4 separate regions of the Sus scrofa genome follow, and all the other regions are linked to region 1. A link is a contact called in public Hi-C data. All regions are on one chromosome and are shown on one strand. The core of a region is the stretch at or near the end of the contact, and the rest is flanking DNA. Distances in the headings are between cores, read along the strand shown.

The links. Hi-C and Micro-C count contacts between places; a contact is called where the count stands out from the background.
Region 2: a contact with region 1 is called in a Hi-C map of mesenteric adipose tissue, with 2.0 times the contacts expected there. The contact joins the promoter of TRMT10B here to the promoter of TOMM5 in region 1. A contact is called at or near these places in 1 of 5 promoter capture datasets (liver), 3 of 47 Hi-C or Micro-C datasets (brain, heart right ventricle and mesenteric adipose tissue) and 1 of 2 datasets of contacts at active chromatin or transcription factors (alveolar macrophages).
Region 3: a Hi-C map of skeletal muscle shows a contact between it and region 1, with 5 times the contacts expected there. The contact joins the promoter of GRHPR here to the promoter of TOMM5 in region 1. A contact is called at or near these places in 3 of 47 Hi-C or Micro-C datasets (embryonic fibroblasts and skeletal muscle).
Region 4: a contact with region 1 is called in a Hi-C map of liver, with 10 times the contacts expected there. The contact joins the promoter of DCAF10 here to the promoter of TOMM5 in region 1. A contact is called at or near these places in 1 of 5 promoter capture datasets (liver), 4 of 47 Hi-C or Micro-C datasets (heart right ventricle, liver and skeletal muscle) and 2 of 2 datasets of contacts at active chromatin or transcription factors (alveolar macrophages and skeletal muscle).

What each region holds. Positions count from the first base shown.
Region 1 is chr1:238,331,711-238,335,181 of Sscrofa11.1, reverse strand. TOMM5 (mitochondrial import receptor subunit TOM5 homolog) reads left to right here and starts at 2,116. Exons shown (of 2, transcript XM_003122021.5): 1 at 2,116-2,324. The coding sequence starts at 2,204. It overlaps LOC102165621 (a long non-coding RNA gene), which reads right to left and starts at 1,997. Exons shown (of 3, transcript XR_301353.3): 1 at 1,906-1,997.
Region 2 is chr1:238,514,736-238,518,003 of Sscrofa11.1, reverse strand. TRMT10B (tRNA methyltransferase 10 homolog B) reads right to left here and starts at 1,962. Exons shown (of 9, transcript XM_001928975.4): 1 at 1,892-1,962.
Region 3 is chr1:238,138,418-238,141,694 of Sscrofa11.1, reverse strand. It overlaps GRHPR (glyoxylate reductase/hydroxypyruvate reductase), which reads right to left and starts at 1,931. Exons shown (of 9, transcript XM_021066121.1): 1 at 1,775-1,931. The coding sequence starts at 1,857.
Region 4 is chr1:238,565,950-238,569,566 of Sscrofa11.1, reverse strand. It overlaps DCAF10 (DDB1- and CUL4-associated factor 10), which reads right to left and starts at 1,954. Exons shown (of 8, transcript XR_002336817.1): 1 at 1,331-1,954. It overlaps LOC102166243 (a long non-coding RNA gene), which reads left to right and starts at 2,017. Exons shown (of 3, transcript XR_001306523.2): 1 at 2,017-2,169.

The DNA.
Region 1 (3,471 bases), core at 867-3,366:
CAGTTCCCTGTGAATCCAGGCAAGTTATTCAAGAGCATCTCAGTGAAGAAAAAAAATTGGTAATTTCATTTGAGAACTGTATATCTAAACTCGGGCAACACTAAGGATGTAAGTTACTGGAATCACATAAGAACTCATTTTTTGCACATCTGCTTTGCCTCACTCTTCAGATGGATGAGGTGTGCCTTATTGTTATGTTCTTCCTACCATGGAAAACACACACAGGCTGTTTCCATATCTCACCACATTTGATAATATTTTGATGTCCATACATTCCAGACCAGAATGCCCTAGATAACACATTTAGAATTTAAATGCACAGACTGTTAGAACTGAAAGGGACTCTCAAGCGCATTTAATTACATCTCTTCCCTTTGGGAGTTCCTGTTGTGCTGCAACAGAAACGAATATGGCTAGTATCCATGAGGATGAGGGTTCAATTCCTGGCCCCGTTCAGTGGATTAAGGATCTGGTGTTGCCCTGAGCTGTGGAGACACGGCTTGGATCCCATGTCTGCGGTGACTGTGACTGTGGCACAGGCTGGCAGCTATAGCTCCAATTCTATCCCTAGCCCAGGAACTTCCATATGCTGAGGGTGCAGCCCCAAAAAGCAAAGACAAAAAAAAAATTGTATCTCCTCCCTTTAACTAAAGAAACATACTTTCATTCCCCCCACCTCCTTTTTCAGGTTCTTTCCGCAGCCCCCACTGCTTTCCACCATCAGTGCAGGCTTTCTAAACGCTCTCCAAGGGTTAGATGGAGCCATTCCTTGGGAATCAGCCCCTCCCACTCCAGGGCTGCCTCTGCTATTCCACTGCATGAATTATAGATGCAAGAGGTTACTAAAGCCTGAATAAGCAAATGAGTTCCCTTTCTTGACTCAATGTGTTACATTCTGTCAATCAGGAAGGCAGGGGGTTGGGGGGGGGGGAAGAGCAAGATTTAAGAGTTATCTGTTGCTTCCATAGTAAATTACTGTTCAAATTTATCTAAAATCCATTGTTGCTATGCAATGTACAGTCTAGAAGGAGCATTCTGGTCTTGAATTATGTGAGCAAGTCAGTCATCTGGTTCGTGTCTGAGAATTATATATGGCTAGTTGGCATGCATAATTTGGGGCAGCAGCCTTCTAACAACTGTTTTGATCATTCCGTGACAGGAAATCTGGTTGCATTAAATTCCTACCTTCTGCTTCCAGAGATGCCCATCCAAGCAGGCACTAATAGCTAATAAAGACTAACAGAGGAACAAAAGGGTGCAGGGGAAAGAGAATTCAATTTAATATTATAATTATTTGCATTAGAACCCTGCCTCTGCCCATCATTAGTAGAAAGACTTTAGGAATTACACTGGGTTTCTAAACCTCTCTGTCCTTATCTGTAGAATGTTGAACAGATCTAAACTTGATTTATATACACTGTATCACTGGGCCAATACTGTAATTTGTGATGATCAGTTAACACTGAAAATGAGATGACAATAATAAAACGTAAAATGTTAAAAACTATGTGTCTGGGACCCTACTGGTCTAACTAGGTACACAACCCTGCTCAGAATTGACTAGTTGTGTACCTTGAGCAAATGTCATCATCTTTGTCTTTTTATTTTAGCTCATCATTAAAAAGTTCAAAATTATTCATAATAAAAGACTGGAATAATTAACTGAAATGATACACTAATCACCACCTAAGTTATTTTCAATATTTTGCTAATATCCTTTCATCTCTCTTTCCCAACCCTTTTTTTTCCCCCTGAGGTATTTTAAACACTATCTGGGCAAGTTGTTTTAAAGATCTCTGTGCTTTAATTTTCTTATCTAGAAAATGAAAATAATAATATCGAATTCATGAGTAGAAATGTACTGCGTATTTAATAAATGCTAACTATTATTATTTAAGATGGTACCTAAGTGCACCTCCCCCTCCGAGGCGCAAAACCACTTTGCCGCTCCACGCGCGGGGCTCAAGACAGGAGCCTGCAGGAACCCGAGTCGCGCGTCGCTAAGATGGCGTGTGCCCCCTTCAGGCCGCCCTCCTTCAGAACAAGTCAATGTAAGGATGAATTTTGTCCTTCGCAGGCTCCCGTCGCAGGAGTCGAAAACGAGGGGCGGGAACAGGAAATGGGATTGGGTCGAGTTCCGGGCGCCACACGGAAGCTGAGAATTGCAGAGCGCGACCACTGGAATTGGTGAGGCAGAGCCGCGATGTTCCGGATCGAGGGCCTCGCGCCGAAGCTGGACCCTGAGGAGATGAAACGGAAGATGCGTGAGGATGTGATCTCTTCCATACGGAACTTCCTCATCTATGTGGCCCTGCTGCGAGTCAGTGAGTGTCCTTTCAGGCTGTGGCCGTGAAACTAACAGGGAGCTCGCGGACACTGCCCTCCAACTTTGATCCCATTGGCCTTTGGGGGCCTTGAACTAAACTAAGCGGTCGCTGGGCGCAAGGGACGTGCACGTCGAGGGCAGCGGGCGCATGCGCGACGCGGTTAGGATCTGCTTGTGAGGGCTGGAGTGTTTTAGGGCACGCGGCGACCTGGACCTCGAGGTTGAATCACGGTCCAGGGTAATCACCCAGCCCGACCGTTTGAAATGAAAGCGCCTCAAGGGTTATCTCCCAGAGCAGCTACCTCGTTTTGCACACAGAAAAACTTGTGTCTAGAGTGGATAAATGGCAGGCTCAAGGTCACTCAGCGATTTGGTGAATGATCTTGACCTAGAATCCAGAATTCTTTACTCGCTGCCAAGTTTCCTTCCATTATTGCTGACCTCTGAAATCCAAAAGGTTTTGTTCCTTTTATTTGTATGGAGGGCGGAGTAAATAATTGCTATTTTAAAAGAATGACGAAAAAAGAGTATGAGTTAATAGGATTAATTTTTTTTTCTCTTGGCCACACAGAGGCATATGGAAGTTACCCGGCTAGGAATCTAATCTGAGCCAGAGCTGCAGCCTATGCCACGGCTGCAGTAACAGCCGGATCCTTAACAACTGCTCTGGACCGGGGCTGGAACCGCGCCTCCACAGAAACAAACCCGATGTGTTAATCACTGGGCCACAGTGGAAACTTCCTAATAGGACTGATGATAATACCTGAGAGTTTATTCGATTTTATTTTTGATAGAAACTATTTGCACTGCCTGATCTTCACAATAGCCCTGGGAGAGGCAGGACATAAATCTCTGTCCACTTTGCAAATAAGAACTCCACATTTAGAGGGCACTTACGCAAATTATCAGAATTACCAGCACACAATATTAGATCTGGATGCAGTTTTATAGATCAGTTTTCTAGTTTTACTGATAGGAATTTGAGAAGCACTTTGCCCCTCCGTCTCATTTTCAGTTCAGTGTTCTTTTCCTTGTTCCTTGCTGTATGTTAGTAGGTCCTTGATGAAGAGGAAGAGACGATTCAAATAAATGAAGGTCATACTAAGGTCATCTTGTAGAGGGCTCCTTTTGGGCCTAGGGCCAGA
Region 2 (3,268 bases), core at 713-3,212, 180 kb before region 1:
CCTGGCCCATGAACCTCCATATGCCATGGGTGCGGCCTTAAAGAAAATAATCATAACAATGGTGTAACCATTGCTCATGGGGCTACTCCCTGAGTCCAGGGTGCTACCAATATCTTAGGAAAATGTCTATCTTTGAAAAAGTAAAGCTATGAAATATCTACATCTACAAAATATCCATGGATCTGGTACTGAAAAGACCTATTTATAATGAAAAGCAAAGATTCTTCCTTCTACTGCTTCTACCTTTAGAGGGGGAAACCCTTGTTAACCAGATATTTTTAGTTCTTCTGGTAATTAACCAGAAATCCTCAACCTGAACTCATATGCTTACACCATTACTTCTTAACTCATCAACTTTCCCTGTGCAACACTAAAATTCAAATAACTTGCATTAACCTCTTTTATTTTCAATTCTTCTGTTAGTTACCTTGACCTTTAAATTCTTCTGCGGTACAATTTACTTACAATAAAATACCATGATTTTTTTTCTTTTTTAGGGCCGAGCTGTGGCATAGGTAAGTTCCCAGGTTACGGGTCAAATTAGAGCCATAGCAGAGCCAGATCCAAACTGCATCTTCCATCTATGCCCCTCCGCAGGATCCTTAACCCACTGAGCCAGGCCACGGTTCAAACTCACATCCTCACTGAGACTTAACCACAAGGGGAACTCCAAAATGCCAAAATTTTTTGTTTGTTTTTTTTGTCTTTTTAGGGTCGGATCCATGGTATATGAAGGCTCCCAGGCTAGGGGTCGAATTGGAGCCGTAGCCACTGGTCTACACCACAGCCACAGCAACACTGGATCCAAGCTGCATCTACACCACAGCTCACCACAATGCCAGATCCTTAACCCACTGAGCAAGGCCAGGGATCGAACCTGAATCCTCATGGATCCTAGTCATAATCATTTCTGCTGAACCACAACGGGAACTCCAAAATGCCAAGATTTTAAAAGCATAGCGCAGGAGTTCCCGTCGTGGCGCAGTGGTTAACGAATCCGACTAGGAACCATGAGGTTGCGGGTTCGGTCCCTGCCCTTGCTCAGTGGGTTAACGATCCGGCGTTGCCGTGAGCTGTGGTGTAGGTTGCAGACGCGGCTCAGATCCTGCGATGCTGTGGCTCTGGCGTAGGCTGGCGGCCACAGCTCTGATTAGACCCCTAGCCTGGGAACCTCCATATGCCGCGGGAGCAGCCAAAGAAATAGCAAAAAGACAAAACAAACAAACAAAAAACAAAACAAAAAAAGCATAGCGCAACAAGTTTCTGTGTGTGGTTGGCAGGAGATAACTTATGATTATCTTCCTCACTTAATTCAGATTTTCACTAACCAACATGGCACATATTTTACTTAATTTTCTGCCTGAACTTTCCCGTGCCTATAATGTCAGCAGGTGTTCTGTTCGCTTTGTTCACTATATCCTCTATGCCTGGAAATGAGCGTCATACATAACAGACAACCAATAAAGACTTGCCAAATTAATAAATTCTCCACTCCACCTCTATCTCTAAGTTGATAGAGGCCTCACAACTTTATAACCCAAGTCCCACCTGATGAGCATATTCCTGGGCGCTAAGTGATGGACCAAACTCTGCATGCTTCTCTCATCTTCTCATTCTGTTTTAGCCACTAAAGGCGGCTCCACTCCTCTGGCACCTTTCAGCACTAGAACACCCTGACTCTGGGTTCAACAGTACCCCGCGTGTAGGCCCCGTCTGGCCCATAGGCTTCGAGGGCTACGGAAAGCAGGAAGGAAGTACCAAGAAAGGTAGAGAAAATAATGTCACACGATTGCTGCGCAGGCCCTGGCTTTCCGGGCGAATGCCCTGCCCGCGAAACAGAAGCAGCCCCAGGCCGGACCCCCACCCTTACCGCAACAAGCCCGACGCATACCTGAACCCTTCACCTTAACGCAGAGGCAGCGGCGCCTTCAGGCCCCGCCTCCGACTTCACTTCCGGTTCTGTTCTCTTGGAGAATGGCCTTCTGGGAGTTGTAGTTCTCAGCCTGGCAGCTAGGTGTGCAGGGCCCAGAGTGGAGGCTTTGGTGTCGGCTCCCAAGCCCCATAGTGGCACAAATGAATTGCGTCCCACCGAAAGGTTGCCGCGCCTCACTGAGCCTCTGTTTTCTAGCCTACTAGCTGGGCCCACAATCCCAGTCGCTTGCCGACTGCACAGGGCTGCTGCAGGTTGACCAGCCCCTTCGGTGGCTCTTAAGGGCTGAAACCAGACTTGAACCACCCCTCAGCTCTCATCGTGGGAGCCTTGCTTTTCTCCGGGCTCTCTGTGCTTCCCCACAAGCAGCGAGGCCCACGAGCTGACACAGCTCCCCTCACCACCACCCGGCCGTCCAGGATAATAACAGGTCTCCTGGCTTGAGCCTAGCCTCCGGCCACTCTCCCTTCTCCATCTCTCCTCAAAATCCCCAGGGAAACTACTGCTCGGAGAGCTGAAGTTACTTGCCCAAACCTTGCCCTGATAAAAACTACCATTTGCTCTTCCATTTATTCCTGCAGTCCTAGGAGTCTCACCCTTTTGAGAGATCATACTATGAAAGAGCCTGAAATACCTCCTGCCTGGGGAAACCAAGCCCTGCTGGATCTGTCCTTGACCTCACAGTTTTCCCCCTTTTCTTTACAGAGCATCTCCAACACCTACCCACTGGTTTCCAGTCCGTGCTTTAATCCATCCTTTATCTGCTACTGGAGCACCTTGTAAAATACTGAATGAAATTAACTATGCTTTCCTCCCCAGAAAGCTTTTTTTCTGAAACCCACCTCTAATGTCTCTGTTTGTAAACTGGCCTTGGCTCCCCACTCAGCAGGATTTGCTAAGTGGCTCAAATGGTCTTCAGCGGCTCCCACCGCCCCTGCCAGTCCGTGTGTCTTGCAGAATACCTTTCCTTCTTCCCTGCCACTGCTTTTGTGTCTCTTCATCTTTGAGCTCACAGCCACTTCCTCACAGAAAAGACCTCCTAGCTGGTATTACTGCCCACCCTCCTTGGGCGCCCATTCATTTACCATATGATTATTTGTCTCCCTTACCTCAAACTCCTCAGCGGATTCCCATGGTACTTGGATGTGCAATCCAACTTTCTCAAGGCTTTGCATGCTTGGTTCCTGGCTGCCCCACCAACCTCATCTATCACTCTTCTTCCAGCTTGCTGTGTTGCAGTCGCACCTGTCTTCTTGAAATGCTTTAAACACACCAACAGCTTCTGCAGATACTGTTCCATTTCCTCCCTGTTTTTCCGTGACTGCCTCCTTCTTACCT
Region 3 (3,277 bases), core at 682-3,181, 190 kb after region 1:
GGGGAGTCAAAGTCAGGGAAGCCTCAGAACTGTCCTGAGAGGGTGGCTGAAGGGTGACGAGCGGTCACAGGGCACAGCTTGCTGACAAGGGCCTAGATTGAAAAGACAGTCATAGAGACAGCTCTCAGCTCGACGCAACGCAAGGAAGAGCTTTCTCCATCCCCATGGGAGGCTCACAGATAGTGAGCACCCAGGCCTTGGGCAGCCTGTTGTTGGGAAGACCAGTGGCGGTGGTGGTGGGGGGTGTAACTGCATCATATGGGGCTTGGATTCCCTGTCCAGTCGAATGTCCTGTCCTATGAGTTCATGAAACTTGGACTTTGTACTTGGATAAGATCAAAGCAATTCAATACAGCGGAGTTTCAGGGAGAGCTTCCATGGTGGCTGGTGGGCACTGGGCATATTTCCCGGCAGTGCTGCCCAGCCTCCTGGCCCTTGACATTTAATTCACTGCAGCCAACACATATGAAGCATCTCTATGTGCAAGACAAAGCCACTGGCACTTCCCAGAAAGCCCTGCTGCAGCACCTCCATGCCTAAGCCCCAGACACAGGCCTCCTTTCACCCTCTTTTTCCACAGTGGCACAGCGGTATCGCTGCCCTTAGCGCCATTGTTATTCTTGCCCTCTCCTCATCCTCCTCAATGCTTGGCACATGGCAAATCCACAGCAAAGGTTTTATTGTATTGAATGAAGTAAACAAATCTCATTTTCCCCTAGCGCTGGTTTCTGAGGCTAGGTTCCACCTTCTCCCTGCTTGACACAGGCAGGGCAAACCTTTCTAATGTAGAAAGAGCTGAGTTCAGGAGTCTCCTTCGTGGCACAGTGGAAATGAATCCGACTAGTATCCATGAGGATGCAGGTTCGATCCCTGGCCTCGCTCAGTGGGTCAGGGATCCGGCATTGCTGTGAGCTGTGGTGTAGGTCACAGACATGGCTCGGATCCGGCGTTCCCGTGGCAGTGGTGTGGGCCAGCAGCTGTAGCTCTGATTCAACCTCTAGCCTGGGAACCTCCATATGCCAAAGGTGCGGCCCTAAAAAGCAACAAGAAAAAGCTGCGTTCAAATCCCAGCTGTGCCTCGTACAGAGCTGTGTGACTCTGGACAAGGTGCTTCATCTCTTCCAGTTTTCACATCTGTAAGATGAGCATTACAGCACTGACTTCACAGTGTTGAAGGATTAAGAGTTTACGTACCTGAAGCACCCAGTGAGGCTCCCATGCCTGGCTCAATGTAAAACATACCACCACAGGCCCCCTGACAGCCGTTCAAAGGTACCAGGCCAGGGACTGCCAAGGTCCCTGATAGGGCCAAATGAGCTCGGAGAGTAAAGGATTAACAAACAGCCTGGACCTTCCTCTCCCCAGGCCCACGACTGGGAAGGGATCCAACCCTGTCCCCCACCCCCACTGCAAGCGCCAGGGGAACTGCAGGTCTCAGAGTCACTGCAAAGGCCTAGGTAAAGCTTCCCCAAACTCCAACCTGTTCCAGCTGGGCACAGGTTGCAAAGTCTGGCCACGGCCCAAGTGCAGGGTCCCGGGTGCTCTCTGACCTCAAGGACCGTCCAGTCCACCCCACCAAAAATAACCCGGGCCTCGGGAGGCGCGGGAGACGCTGAGTCACCCCGCGTGCCGAGCGCCCAAAGTCCCAGAGCAGTGCCCCGGGTCCCAGAACAGTTCCCCTGGGCTCCGCAGCCCCTTCCCACCACCCGCAGGCCGCGCGCCCGGCAGGAGAGGACTCGGCGCGCGGTGCGGGGCAGGGACGCCAGCCTCTTACTCTGCGGCGCGGGCGAGCGTAGCGCTGCCCTCCGGGGGGATCCTGCGCGTGACAAACACCTTCATGAGTCTCACTCGCCTCATGCACCCAGGAGCCGCCGGATTCTGGGCCCAGATCCCGCGGACCGGAAGCGGGGCGGGAGGGGGCGGGGCCTCGGGGGGGCGGGGCCGGGCCTGGAGCGGGCGGGGGCACGTGGGGGCGTGTGGGATTGTTGTGCTGCAGACTGGGAGTGGACGTGGCAATGTGTCTAAGTGTGGGGTAAACAGGGTTCCGAGTGTGCGCCTTGTGTGTGTGTGTGTGTGTGTGTGTGTGTGTGTGTGTGATCAAGACTTCCTGAAACCTAGACTGGTTCTGGGGCTCGTCCCAGGCTCAGGCCCTTGGCTCCAGGACCTACCTCTGAGTACCCACTGCCCCAGAGGTTTAGGACTTGCGGGCCATGGATTGGGGGTTGGTATCGGCAAAGGGGCATCCGGGGGAGAGTCTTGTGTGAACGTGTGTGGATGCCGTAAAGGTGCCTACAGCTGTCAGAGTCTGCCACCTGAGGGGGAGGCAGTCAGGGACCACCCCCATTCCCAGGGCGTCAGTGCCTTGACCATCTTCTCTGTTCCACCATGGTCACACTGTTCTAGGCAGGGGTCTTTGGACACGCAGACTAGGCTCTGAGTTCGGCCTACTGTGCACACACAGGAGCCTGGCCCAGGGCCATCTGAATCCCCGAAAGACCTCTTTAACACTTGGTGCAGTTCCCTACAAGAAGCTAGCAGTTGTGCAAGCAACGTTTGCATGGGTCCTGGGTCATGTTAGGTATTCAGCAAGCACTGAGCCCTGCCACCCACTAAGGACAAGTGGTTAAATTTGTGCATGCCTCAGCTTCCTCATCATAAAATGGGGATAATAGTAGGTACCTAACACTTGGCTTGTTGAGAGGATGACAATGTGTAGTGCTTACAACAGCAGGTGTGCTGGGCTGCACCCCACGGGCCTGCAAGCCTTGTAGTTGTCCAGCCCTGAAACCAAAGAAAGAGCCTAGAGACAGAGACATCAATGGTTTATTAGACAGGGGATCTGGAGCAACGCCCCATCAAGCAGACAGCAGGCAGGACATGGCAGCAATTTTTGCTGCTTAAGGGAGAAGGAGGCAACCATTTACAGGGGGCCTGACATCAGGTGGGCTCATCAGTTACCAGGGGCTAATTAAGCCCTATAATTAAGAGGATTGGATAGTCATGTAAGTGAAGCAGGAACTGGTTGAGCAGGGGCCACACAGAGAGCAAGAGAACAGCCACCCTGGAGTTCCAGTTGTGGTGCAGCATAAACAAATCCGACCAGGAAACATGAGGTTGCGGGTTCAATCCCTGGCCTCACTCAGTGGGTTAAGGATCCGGCGTTGCTGTGAGCTGTGGGGTAGGTTGCAGACACGGCTCAGATCCTGTGTTGCCGTGGCTGTGGTGTAGGCTGGCAGCTGTAGCTCTGATTGGACACCTAGCCTGGGAACCTCCATAT
Region 4 (3,617 bases), core at 705-3,204, 230 kb before region 1:
AAAAGAAAAAAAGGATTTGCAGCAGTGAAATGGAATAGGATATAACTGCCCAGTGATTTCAGATTCTGTTACTTTGCTCCTTTATTAGCATATTTTATGTCTTTCTTCAGGCACAATTTTCTACTTTGTTAACCTATCATCTTTCAGCTTCTCTAACATGACATGCTGCCCCTCCAACCACAGGTGCTTTGACATACCAGTTCCTCTATCTGAAATATTTCTATCCCCTCCTCAACACTATCTTGACTCATCTACTCATTTTTTTAATCTTGGTTGAGTGTCACTTTCTTAAGGAAACCCTGAACACCCTGGTCCACAACAGGTTCTTTCAAGCTTTCACCTCAATTAAAAAATATATATATTATAAAATTTCTTAGTATGTTTATTAATATCTAGTTGAATCAATAGGTCCCAAGTCCAAGGAAAGCGGTGCCTTTACTGGTTTGTTCACCAATGCCACCTCTGCCTGTGGAACACAGTGAGTGCTCAATAAATACTTGCTGCATGAGGGAACGAATGAATGAACAAAGAAGGAAATGATTAGGAATCCAGAAGACTTGATCAGGTAAAGGTTGTATTATCTATGTTCTCTCATGGTGGAAATGTGTGAATTTTTTTCCCCTTTGTTTGCTGTTGAACTTGTCCACGTACTCACAAAACGATTTAAAAAATATTTATCACTTTGAAAATTCCCTATAGCTCAAAGTAAACCAAGGCCAAACACGGAATATCTAATTAGCCAGGAAAAAGGCTGTATACCCTTAACAGAAGCATGCGGTCTAGCCTCAGAACTTCACAGATGCCCCACAAAACACCTCTCTGCAGCGTCTTAGTATCTTACTGGAGCAAAGGAACGAAGAAAACCGGACTTGTCTCCCCAGGGCAAGTCAGGCACAGGGTACAGGGAGTCTGCAGACTCCCTTAGCCTTGATCAAGCTTATTTAGATAGGAAAGAAACAAGCCTAGGTAGGGTGACAGGGAAAGAATGGGCATTTATCCAAAGTGTGTTTACCAAGCATCTATGGTACACCAGAAAACCCTAGTTCTGGACTGGCTCTGACAGATGTGATGAGGGGCTTTAGGCACCACTCCTTCACAGAGCTCTGGTCCTGAAGGTGAGCAAACAGCACGGGCTCACCTACCTCCAGGGGCTGGATGAGGCCTTCAAAAGCGATACAGCGCTTCACAAAGAGCCAGAGGCACGAAGGCCGGCTGCCCTAAACGGACTCCCAAACCCCAGCTCGGGTCGAGCCAGCGGGACCCGGGCAGCGGCCCACCTGCAGCCGCGCCAGGCGAGGCGGGCCTCCACCCTCCGAGGGGCTGCGCTTACCCGTCGGGAGAGTACTCGAGATTGAAGACCGCCCCGTGGGTGCGGGTGCTGAGGTATACCGAGTCCGCGGGATGGATGGAACCATAGAGGTTAGTCATGGTGCGGAAATTGTCCCGCGCCGGGTCCACGAACAGCCCGCGGCCCAGGCTGCGCTCTCTCAGCCACCCGAACAGCCGGGCGCCAGGAACCCCCAGGACGGCGCCGAGGCTGTACCGGCGTCCAGCCCGGCAGTCTGGCCCGGGTCGCCGGCGGGGCGGGGAGGGCGGTGACGGCTCTCCCGGGGCGGAAGCGGCTGAGGACTCTAGAGCTCCGGGCTGCCGGAGCTCCCCAGCGCGCCCGGCTGGGAGCAGCGAGGGGGCGCACGGGCGGGGAGGGCTCCCGCAGGGCGATGGGGGAGGGGCGGCGTCAGCCCCCGGCTGAGGGGGCGCGGGAGGGGAAGGGAGCGGGCCGGCGGCTGCCCCCTGCCTCCCGTGCGGTGCCGGCTCCTCAGCCCTGGCCCCGGCCGCCTCGTCCCCTCCGGGGCTACCCGGCCCGAAGGGAAACATGACCAGCGCCCCCCGCCCCGGGCCACTGCCCTGCCGGCCGACACCTCAGCGCTCCCGCTCCTGCCGCCACTTCCGGCGTGCAGCTGCCTAACTCTGCCGGCTGGGAAACGCGCACCGCCCCTCGGCGGTCATCCGCCGGGGACCAAGAAAGTGGGAACACCTGGCCACTGCGGGTGCAGCCGACCTGCCATTGGAGATCGGGAATGACTATCTGTTGTGTGCGCGCAGCTGAGGATGCCCAGGGCCTGGGCTGCATGGGGGTAGCGTTAAGATCTGGGCACAGCGTGCGACACTGTGAGTATGCTGTTGTCAATGACAGGTTGTCAAACTAGTCAGTCTAAGAGGCCGGGTATGCTTATGTACTGTTTATTAAACATCCCTGCTTTACACTGAGACCAGCGAAGGGAAAAGAGGACCATATTATGTGCTAATCACACACTCTAGGTGCCATGGTGTACTACCTACTGAGCCTGGGACTCTAGGGACTCAGGTTAACGTCTACATTAAAAAGCTCTGGTTTGTGGCATTCCCTGGTGGTTCAGTGGGTCAGGGATCCGGTGTTGTCACTGTTGTGGCTTGTTCAGTCCTTGACCTGGGAACTTCCACATGCCACGAGTATTATCCAAAAAACAAAACAAAACAAAAAACCGTGGTCTGTACAGTGCCGGAAAAACGGGGCCTACTAGTGCTCTGGAGATCTGCCCAACTCCCAGGTACTTGATCTAATAGGTTAAGACTTCTGTACTCCTGAGACTAGTACAACATTTTAAGTCAACTATACTCCAATAAAATTAAATTTTAAAAAATAATAGGTGTTCCAGTTGTGGCTTAGCAGGTTAAGAACCTGACATAGTGTCTGTGAGGATGGGGTTCAATCCCTAGCCTCACTCAATGGGTTAAGGATTTGGAGTTGCTGCAAGCTGCAGCGTAGGCCACAGGCGAGGCTCCGATCTGGGGTGTTGCCCTGGTTATGGCACAGGCTGCCAGCTGCAGCTCTGATTCAGTCCCTAGCCTAGGAAGTTCCATAAGCCACAGGTGCACCCTTAAAAAGAAAAAGGAAATAAATAAATAATAGAACCTGAGGGGGAAAAAAAAAGATTTTATCAAGGTCAAAGCCTTACTCTCTGCAGGAAGGAACACCTGTCCATCCAGGAATCACTGAGGGAAGCTGGAGACCTGAATCAACTTAACCCCACAAGCAGTGGAGCCTAGGATAAATCCTGTTTATATCTGCCAAGCAAGGCATGAAGGGCATAACAGATGCAAGGCTATTCATCACTTATGTTGAAGATAAATACATAGAAGTCGTTTTCAGAAAAAGATTGACTGGAACTGGGGTGTTTGTTGGGGAGGGAAGGAGGATCTTCAGTAAAGGGAAGCTTGAGGTACAAAAAGAGGAAGGTAGAAGAACTGACAACCCTTCTAGGCATTGATCAAGAACTGAGTTATAGAAAGCTCCCATTTGATGACTGTTTAGGATAGTCCGAAGGATCTCTGGAGGAAAGGAATGAGATTCAAAGAGGGCTAATCATTTAGCAAGTCCTCCAACCAGTAACGTTAGTAGTTACTCAGCTCTCCTTTCCATGAGCTGACTGAAAAATGAGAAAGAAGCAAGCATCCTGTGTTCAGAGATCAAGGCAGCTACTCCTTTGAAGATATTCCCCATGTAAGGGATAGGTGTCTGTTTTATAATTAACAAATAATGTCCCTTAGCGGCCTATAACTTCTAACTGCAACAATTA